2 separate regions of the Mus musculus genome follow, and region 1 is linked to region 2. A link is a contact called in public HiCAR-type data. All regions are on one chromosome and are shown on one strand. The core of a region is the stretch at or near the end of the contact, and the rest is flanking DNA. Distances in the headings are between cores, read along the strand shown. Region 1 holds the start of Sav1 (salvador family WW domain containing 1). Region 2 holds the start of Arf6 (ADP-ribosylation factor 6).

What was found. HiCAR-type assays count read pairs that join an accessible place to other places.
Region 1: a HiCAR-type map of astrocytes shows a contact between it and region 2, with 2.9 times the contacts expected there. The contact joins the promoter of Sav1 here to the promoter of Arf6 in region 2. A contact is called at or near these places in 2 of 39 promoter capture datasets (liver and pre-B cells), 2 of 484 Hi-C or Micro-C datasets (both in embryonic stem cells), 3 of 115 datasets of contacts at active chromatin or transcription factors (astrocytes, embryonic stem cells and memory CD8 T cells) and 1 of 9 other capture datasets (liver).

What each region holds. Positions count from the first base shown.
Region 1 is chr12:69,985,136-69,990,369 of GRCm38.p6, forward strand. Sav1 (salvador family WW domain containing 1) reads right to left here and starts at 1,867. Exons shown (of 5, transcript NM_022028.2): 1 at 1,539-1,867. The coding sequence starts at 1,632.
Region 2 is chr12:69,368,356-69,373,408 of GRCm38.p6, forward strand. Arf6 (ADP-ribosylation factor 6) reads left to right here and starts at 3,795. Exons shown (of 2, transcript NM_007481.3): 1 at 3,795-3,868; 2 at 3,969-5,053. The coding sequence starts at 4,439. The coding sequence ends at 4,966. It also overlaps the pseudogene Gm18113.

The DNA of each region.
Region 1 (5,234 bases), core at 617-3,116, 610 kb after region 2:
GCACAATTATCAAAACTAGAAAGCAAGACCTTTCAGTGTGGAAACTGAAAAATAAAGTCATCTACTTCCAAAGATGCACACAAACCCTGGATCTACTGAAAAAGCCTGGAAAGAATTATGGCTCCTTTAAAAGCAGATAACCCAAACCAAGGTCATGGCTGCTGATTTGAATGTGCAAACAGCTTTCATGTTCTTAGAAAGCAACTACCTTTAAAATATGAAACCTGGATATAGAACACATTTTCTGAATTCATTAAATCAATGTCACTAAGGGTGTCAGAAGCTAACACTACAGTAACTTAATATTGGAATAATTAACTGTCGATGACACAAATTCTGTATGGAGTCACTCACTAAAAGACTCAACAAGTGGCATGACTTCAAATGATGCTTAATAAACTTTATTTGCAGCAAAAAGCAAGCTATCACCTAAAAAAAACAGAAAAACAAGCTCTTAAAAATGGTTTCAGTTACTGACACATCCACCCCACCAACTGTGTTGTCTAGCACTCCAACTACTAACAGAACCTGTAAGGCTGGACACATGGTCACAATGGAAAAATATGCTCTCCACCCCTTTCTGCGGGATCTTGGGCAAATACTAGGAACCCCTGTGAGCAGCTTTCCCAATTACAATATGAGGTAATGCTTAATTTAAGTCACACGGTTACTTCCAGTTTCCAAGAAGGAAACTTACACAAGGGGTCCAGCTCCTAGAATGAGAACCAAAGGATTAGCTCTCTGACTACCCAAGAATTTTAAAAAAGGAGAATCAAGGCGTTCAAGTTAAAAACTCAAATATTTTAAACGGAGAAGAAAAGCTACGTACGGGAGGGGACGGAACATATGTCGGAAAGAGGAATAAAGTTAGGAACTTGCCTGGTATGGCTGAAATTATTCTGAATACTTTGCTTTTTTTAATTTTAGGAGCAAAGCCTAATCCAAATACGTTAATGGCTTGTCTACTCTGGGAAATGAAAAGACTCTGGGTAGTGGCTACAAGTATCAGGTTCTTTGCCTCACAAGTCTGTGTCCCGCTGAAGGACTAAGGAATCCAGTCTCTCTCTCGTGTGTGTGTGTGTGTGTGTGTGTGTGTGTGTGTGTGTGTGTGTGTGTGTGTGTGTGTGTGTGTGTGTGTGTTACTTAGGGCGCTGGTAGTGGCTACAAGTATCAAGTCTCTCGTGTGTGTGTGTGTGTGTGTGTGTGTGTGTGTGTGTGTGTGTGTGTGTTACTTAGGACGCTGGTAGTGGCTACAAGTATCAAGTATCAGGTTCTTTGCCTCACAAGTTTGTGTCCCGCTGCAGGACTAAGGAAGGAATCCACTCTCGCGTGTGTGTGTGCGTGTGCGAGTGCGTGAGCCGACGAGTGGCGCTGCGATGGTCGCAAACGCGGGGCCCGGACGTACCCAGCAGAGAGGTGCCCGGGTCGAAGCACTTTTTCCCCAACACCACGGACAGCCATGCATTTCCCAGAGTCGGTCTTCCAGCACCACCCGAGGCTGCGCCGGGTCCCCACCCGCCACCGCCCACGACACTCACTCCGCAGCAGGGGCGACGTCTCCTTCTTCACGTACTTGCCCTGCACCTCGGCCGGCTTAGACACCTCGTTTTTGGTTTTCTTGCGGGACAGCATCCTCGCGGACGACTCCCGCCGCCGCCCCAGCAGCCTCGCTAGGGCCGCGAGCCTGCCGCCCGCCGCCGCCTCCCGGGCCGCCGCCGCCGCCTTCGCCTCGGGTCTCCGCCGCCCGCGCCCGCCCGCAGGCTCCGCCGCATGTTGGCCGCGCTAAGCGCGCCCGCCGCCGCTCAGTCGCAGGGCAGCTCCTCCCGGGAAGTCAGCCGGCTCAACGACGCCGCCCGAGGCCGCCTTGGGACAGGGCCGCGGCCGCCCACCAGGGCCATGGTCCGCCGCCCGGAGCCGCTACCGCTGCGGCCACCGCCTACGTCCGGTAAACTTTCCCCGCGCCGCTGGGAATGCTGGGAAAGCCGACGCGCACGGGCCGCCCCTCCCCCGCCGGGCGCGGACGCGGCTGCGTGCGGCGACTCGCGACGGGCGGGCGGCTAACGGGCCGGGTGTGGCGACCATCGCGGCCCTCAGTGCGGCTGCGCGGGCCGGCTCCCGCCGCTGGGGAGCTGGAGTCCGGGCGGTCCGGAGCCCGCTGGGCGGCGAGCGGCTCTCGCCTTGGACTTGCCTACCGCCCTGCTTCCCGCAACCGCAGCCGCGTGTCCTGGTTGCTGAGGGAAGGCAGCCCTCGGGTGTGCTGGGACCGCGAGGGCTACACCTAGTAACACAGATGACTCTTCTGGTGACAGCGTGACTACTGTAAAAACTGAGTCTCCGTTTCTTCTGTCCTCTTATTATCTCCCCCAACCCTTGGTAGCCCACCCCCTTTTGTGCCCCCCATCCCCATCCGCGCTTTCGGATTAAAAAAGAAGATGGAGTTTCTACAGCTCCTAAGATAAATTTGACGTTAGTGTATTTATTTCATCATTTTAATATGTATTCTTAATAACCACATGCCTTCTCTTGCAGTTAAGTCTTAGAATTTTGAAGCCTTTGAGCACCAGAGTTCAGAACTGGGAGTTTTCTATCTAATATATCAGATTCTACTTTGTTCTCTTTAACTCGCTCAGGTACACAGAATAACTTGGAGAATAAGATTGGGACTCACTCCTCTTGATCAAAGTAAGGCTTTCATAATGAAGAGAATGTGCTTAAAACACAGAAGCAAAACACCAACCTCAGAACAAGACACCAAACTGCTCTTTTTTTTAGCCATGCACAAAGACATTTAATCAGTTGTCTGTCTCCTGTGTTTTTATGAAATGTTTCCTTGTTAAAGGTCCCTATAATCCTATAACAAATATTTTATTGAGCACCCAGCATCCAAGGTGCTGTTTTAGGTGTCTGGGATATAACAACAAAGGTCCTGCGGTTATGGGGAAGAGAGATCACAAAAAATAAAACTAGTAAGCCATAGTATGTAACAGAGTGAGCGCTGAAGGAAGCATAAACAAGAGAGATCCCACAGCTTGGAAAGGGGGTCGGATAATGAAGCCAGTGAGAAGGCAATGCTGGAATTAGCTTGCTATGGTGCTATCTGGAGTGAGGCCTCAGAAGAGCAAATGCAAGTCACTGCAAGTGGTCGTGTTTCTGGCTCATTGTAGGAATAGGAAGAGGGTCACGTAGCTGGAACTGGAACAGAGAAGAGTAGAGGGAAATGAAGTTCCTTGGTAACTGGCCACCCACCTAGGCCTTTGGAGTAGAGGAGAGACGTATTTAATGCGATCACTTTGGATGCTGTGTGAGAGTAGACTGAATGGGGGAGTGGGGTTTCAAAATAAGGGAGGTGATAAAAAAATATTGCTAGCATGCATATGGATAAAGGCAGCAGGACAAGCGCTAAGTGATTGTAGGCATTTTAGAGTTGCAGCAGGGTTTGCTGACAGATTGATTATGGCATAAGAGTAAAAAAAAAAAAAGCTAGAGAAAGGACCCAAGGAGCTGAAGGGGTTTGCAGCCCATAGCAACAATATGAACTAACCAGTACTCTCAGAGCTCCCAGGGACTAAATCACCAACCAAAGATTACTCATGGTGGGACTCATAGCTCCAGCTGCATATGTAGCAGAGGATGGCCTAGTCGGTCATCAATGGGAGGAGAGGCCCTTGGTCCTGTGAAGTTTCTATGCCCCAGTGTAGGGGAATGCCAGGACCAGGAAGCGGGTGTGGGTGGGTTGGTGAGCAGGGGGAGAGAGGAGGGGAGAGGGAGTTTTTGGAAGGCAAACCGGGAAAGGGGATAACATTTGAAATGTAAATATCTAATAAAAAGAAAAAGAGAACAAAGGGTTGCTCCTTGTGTAAACCTTCATTACCCAAACGCAGTTCATAGAGCACGTTGTCTGAGGAGAGGAAGCGCACTCAAGTATTGCTGTGGTTCAGATACAAATGCTAGCTCTAAAGAGTCGGTAGTGCAGATAGAGAACACGCAAGGGTGAAAGAGAAAAGACAATGGGGTTTTCCGTGAAGAATTTGAGGAAGGGAGGTAAAGGAGAAAGAAGTTGCCCTAAAATTCCCAAGGCTGACCTCAGAGGACAGGAAGTGAGGTTGCTGGGATCTTGTTAAGATAGTTCCTTAGACCTGGGCTTTCCAGAGAATGGAGTGAAGTATGCTTTCCACATTCATGAGAGGAAAAGTCATAGGATTTTGTAGCTGGATGGGAGTTCTGAAATCAACTATGTTAAACTCATGAAAAAAACATTACATGTTGTCTTAGATCACCTTCCTGTTTGGTGGCAGAACGACACTAGTCACCTTTCTCATGATTGTGACCATCGTCTGACAAAACGATGTAAAGGAGAAAACCTGGTTTAGAGTTACGAGTTTTAAAGGTTTAGACCATGGTCACCTGGCTTCCTGTTTCTGGGCCAGACGGGGAGGGTCTTCATCATCACGTGAGTTACTGGAAGCAGAGGACCAGGAAGGCATCGTGGACAGGACAGGTTACTTCTGAGAATCTGCCCCCCGCCCCCGGGGTTTCTAGGCCCATCTAAAATTGCTTTAGTGTGACTTTTATTCGCTTCATGTAATTGTCATCTCCAGAGGCTTACTGCCTCGGTCTGCTAACCTAAGCCTAGTTCTGGAAGCTTCTAGCCTCAGTCTAATTTAGGCTTAGAATGTTTTCAGCCTCTGAGACTTGCCACTGAGTAAGCTCACCCTTTCTTGTTCTTACTGAACTCTGGCCGGCTGATTCAACTCAGCTCTTCCGTCGCAAACTCCTCTCCGAGCTGACTGATTCAATCTGGCTTCTCTCTTGGCTTCTGACTTTTTGCTCTGCTTGGCCTCAAACTTAACTTCAGCAATATATACTAATCTTCTGGACCCTTCTCACTGCAGACACCACTTTCAAATATGGGTGCTTCCTTCTACAAACTAACTTTAGCTTCATAGTTTAGAATTAAAGGTGTGTGCTGAGGGCATGTCTGTATTCCAGCCAGAGAGACGAAAGGTGTGGGCTAAGGACTGAGCCACACCACAACTAGAAACAAGTTTTTTTCAATAGATAACATGATCTTGGGGCTCACAGTGTGATCAGATATCCTGTACCACCCACCAGCTGGAGATGAAGAGCAGAGCTAGGTACAGTGAGCAAGCCTGTAAGATGTCTCAGTGCTTGAGGGTGAGGCAGGAGGAACAAGATTTCAAAGTCAGCCTCCGTTGAGCATCCATCCAGGTCAG
Region 2 (5,053 bases), core at 2,545-5,044:
ATATATATATATATATATATACACACACACACACACACACATATATATATATATGAAAGTAAGAGCAGAATGAAAGCAGAAAACCTGGATGCTGGGAAATTTGAAGTTGAAACCTCCAGACCATGTCCAACCCGCATTTCTCCCCGGATAGCTATGAAGGTGGACCAACATACTGGAAAATGAAAATATTAGATAGCAGAGTTCTTTGAAGGACAAGAAACCCAGTCCCCAGAGCCTTGGTTTCTCTTGGGTGTCTCCTGAATGCTAGACGCTCTGCACCAAGATGCAGCCACTGGGTCACTGTATCAGATACACAACCAAGGAGCTAATAATACAGACCCCATGAGTGTTGTCACAAATGCTGCATGCAGTATTGCCTTAGTAAACTACTAAATTGGGAATATTCAGTAATTAACTGAATTAAAAGCAATCTGAATGACTGAGCCTTTCTGTTTTCTTTTTTAAATAAATAATAGATGAGTTTTAGTTTAAAATTATTCTTCTGATATTAAAAAGTCAAATTTATTTTTTTCCCCTGAGACAAGGTTTCTCTATGTATCCCTGGCTGACCTAGAACTTACTCCGTAGACCAGGCTGGCCTAGAACTCAGAGATCTGCCTGCCTCTGCCTCCTGAGTACTGGGATTAAAGGCATGCACCACCATTGCTGGACTCAAAAACCAAAACAAACAAAAAAGTCGAATTTCTGGTTAAGACAGGATTTCACTATGTAGCTCTGACTGGTCTGGAACTCACAATGTAGGTAAAGTCAGAGTTTCGTCTGCCTTTGGAGTGCTGAGAGCAAAGGCATACACATCCAGCTAAAACTTTGGAACTTTTTTTTTTTTTCCAAGACAGGGTTTCTCTGTGTAGCCCTGGCTGTCCTGGAACTCACTCTGTAGACCAGGCTGGCCTCGAACTCAGAAATCCGCCCACCTCTGCCCCCCAAGTGCTGAGATTAAAGGCGTGCGCCACCACACCCAGCTAACTTTGGAAGTTTGAATGTCTCATATTTCAAATCCTGGAACACCACACCAATCAGCTTACTCACAGGAATCCTATGGAACACCGAGGTAGGAGAGTGATTTATTTGCTCATTTTCCTCTTTCCTTACTCTTCATTTGGGAATAAGTCCAAATATGAGAGGTTAAAACGGTTGCTGTATATCAACATGAGTTTCAGTCATGGTCTGCCACTTTTTGACCATGGAATACATTTTGTCTCAAGATCCATGTCATGAAAATTAGTCAGTTTTTGCCCTGAACGTCTTCAGTAACTAGCTTAAATTTTCTTTTCTTTTTTTTTTAAAGATTTATTTATTTTTATTTATATGAGTACACTGCAGCTGTCTTCAGACACACATTAGAAGAGTGCACTGGATCCCATTACAGATGGTTGTGAGCCACCATGTGGTTGCTGATTTGAACTCAGGACCTCTAGAAGAGCAGTCAGTGCTCTTAACCGCTGAGCCATCTCTCCAGCCCTAGCTTAAAATTTCTAAATGAAACTTCATCATTCTGTAGATCTTCAAGGCTCACTTCAAACGTAGGACTCTTGAGCAGATACAGTTTTGGATCCTTGAGTCCCTTGTGACCGTCGTTTTCCCAATGTTTTTAATACTAGCTGGAACTTTCATATCACACCAGTCTTTCTTAGAAAATCGGTCAACCTTTCACCACACGCTTGCTCTTGCCTGCCAAGGTACTCCTTAGAGAGCCATTTTATATGCAGCTAACAGTTGAAAGGGGAGGGAGAGGCAGGTTGTAAGTGGTGGAGCCACTGGTCAGGTGCCATGTTCCCATAAACAACACTAAGGAAATCACTGTGTCTCAAAAATGTAAAAGAAAAAAAAAAAGGCATGAAAGTAGAAGGGGCTACTAAAAAGGAAGTCAGTGAAAGGGAGCAAGGGAAGGTGACAGAGGGGGAGAATAACTGAAAAACATTATATACACATTTGAGGGCAAAATGATTATGTACAATTAATATAATAGAAACATCAAATAAAAATTATTCTCTAGAAGGGGTCAAGAAAATAAGATGTTTCATCTGTGGTATGGTTTAATAGTTGCCTAAATTATTACTATTTGGAAGTGTTTGGAATATTTTAAAATTTACCTTTTTTTTTTTTTGAGCTAGGACCTCACTTTGTAACCTTGACTTGGCCTGGAGCTCAATATGTACACCAGGTTGGCCTCAATCTCAGAGATATTCATCAATCTCTGTCTCTCCAGTGCGGGGGTTAAAGGCATACACCACCTTGAATGTCTTTAAATTACATTTTGCTTGGTGTCCTCCAAGTCAGGGTGGGTGACAAGTGCTTTAATCACTGAGCAGTATCAACCAGCCCCAAACTGACCTATTTTTTTTAAAGCATGGCATAGAGAGTTTAATTCTTACTATTGGCGACTAGTTTCTGACTATTGCTATTTGTTTTGTACTATAATTATTCTTTAATCATTTATTATTGGGGCTGGGAAGATGGCTTGGTGCATTAAAAAGCACTTGCTTTGTAAGCAGTAAGTTCCAGAGTTCGAATCTTCAGTCAAGTAAAAAGCCTGCTGTGGTTTCAAATACCTGTTGCTCCATTGGGTCACCCCTGTCCTGGGAGGTGGAGGCTGGAGAATAATTTCAGATAACCCTGAGCGACTGTGAGGCCAGTACTTGTTAAATAGAGTGGCACACTCTCTAGCCTAGACTGACCTAGAATTACAGCGACCCTCTCTGCCTCAGTCTCATCACTTCTGGTACAGGTGTGAGCTGTACCAGATGACTTCCTTTTTTTTTTTTTTTAATTATAAAATAAAAACAGTATATTATCATATGCTGTTGTAGCAACTTCCTTGAACTTAAGTTTTCTCCCCGTGTTTATTTTTATTAAAAATTTCACCTTACTTTAACCTTAACACTATCCGTTTAATACAAAAAGGTTTCCTGGTCCAGCAAGATGGCTTAGTAGGTAAAAGCGTCGGGCGCCAAGCTTGACTTGATACCTGGGACCCACATGAAGAAAGGGGAGAACTGACTTTGGTTGTCCTCTGACCTCTCTCCGTGCGTACGCACACTAAATGAAAAAAAGTATTTGAAAATAAGAACAAAACCCAAAGAGTTTCCTTATAGTACGTGGAGAGCAGAAGTCAATTCAAGGGAGTTGGTTCTCTCCTTCCTGGGGAACGAAGGCGGGTCCGCCCTCTCGGTGGCAGGCTTTACCCACAGTCATCTCGTCGGCCCTGATAGTCTGTTTCTTAAGAAATGCGGGCGGTTCAGACCAGACTTATAAAGAACGAGTTTAAACTTTCAAAGGCAGGGCTTAGGGGCAGACCCAACTCGAGTACAAAAAGTGCGGGCTACTTTGGCGGATTCTATGGAACACTGGCCTCCCACGTGTCTTCCAGGAAACTGAAGGAAGGCTGGGGAGAGCGGGAGGGGCTTCGCGCAGGGGGTCCGGGAGCGAGCCTGGGAAGCGTGGCTGGGGCGCCGGTCCTAAGGGCCGACGAAGCCCGCCCTCGGTGGATCCGTGCCCCGCCTTCGAGTGGCGGAGAAGGAGACCCGCGGAGACCCCGGGTAGAGCGACAGGTGGGCACACGGCCAGCCCCACGCCAGCAGGTTCCGCGAGGCGCCGGCGTTGAGCCCCGGGAGCCGCCGTAGCCCCGCCCCCCGGCGCGTGGCGCTCGTGACGTCGAGAGCGCGGGCCACTCTCCTTTCAGAGGTCGCGCTCTTCCGAACGGTCGGGCCGAGGCGCGCGTGCGCAGTTGGGAGGGGAAGTGAGGCGGTTTCCTCGGCGCCTTTTCCGGCAGCGGCGGCGGCGGCAGCAGAGCTAGGAGGAGGAGGTGGAGGCCGGAGGGAACCCGCGCTCGGGGCGGCGGCTGGAGGTAACCTCAAGGGCCGAGCCCGAAAGGCGGGCCGCGTCGGTCTGGGCGCCCCCTCGGAGGCCCGGCGGTAACTCCCTTCTCCCTCTCTGTGTCCCTGCAGGCGAGCACCCGCGAGTTCCCGCGAGGATCCATGACCTGACCGGGCGCCGAGCCGCGCTCGTCGTCGGGGTGGTGACCGGGGTCGGTGCCGAGTCCGGTGCTCGCAGGCCGGCAGGCCGGCCGCAGTTGGAGCCGGCGCGTGCCGAGGCGGCGGAGGAGCTGTCGGCGGCGCTTGCTCGCTCGCTCGTTCGCGCGGCGCCTGCGGGGGGGAAGGGCAGTTCCGGGCCGGCCGCGCCTCGCCTCGCCTCGCTTGAGCAGGGCGGCGGCTCTCCCGGCGCAGACGCAGGGCCCCGGCGGCGGGCGATGCCCGAGTGAGCGCAGGCCGGGCCCCTGCTCCCCTAGCCGGCAGCTTCGCGCAGGCCGCAGGGCGTCCTCGCAGCGGGGCGGCGACGTTTCGGGCTCGCGGCGGCGTTGTAGGCTTGAGGGGACCCGGGACACCTGAATGCCCCCGGCCCCGGCTCTTCCGACGCGATGGGGAAGGTGCTATCCAAGATCTTCGGGAACAAGGAAATGCGGATCCTCATGCTGGGCCTGGACGCAGCCGGCAAGACAACGATCCTGTACAAGTTGAAGCTGGGCCAATCGGTGACCACCATCCCCACGGTGGGCTTCAACGTGGAGACGGTGACTTACAAAAACGTCAAGTTCAACGTGTGGGATGTGGGCGGCCAGGACAAGATCCGGCCGCTCTGGCGGCATTACTACACCGGGACCCAGGGTCTGATCTTCGTGGTAGACTGCGCCGACCGCGACCGCATCGACGAGGCCCGCCAGGAGCTGCACCGCATTATCAATGACCGGGAGATGAGGGACGCCATCATCCTCATCTTCGCCAACAAGCAGGACCTGCCCGATGCCATGAAACCCCATGAGATCCAGGAGAAACTGGGCCTGACCCGGATTCGGGACAGGAACTGGTATGTGCAGCCCTCCTGTGCCACCTCCGGGGACGGACTCTATGAGGGGCTCACATGGTTAACCTCTAACTACAAATCCTAATGAGCGTCCTCCACCCAGCCCCCGGAAGGAGAGAAATCCAAAACCCATTCCTAGGATTATCGCCACCTCCATCACCTCTTTGAATTG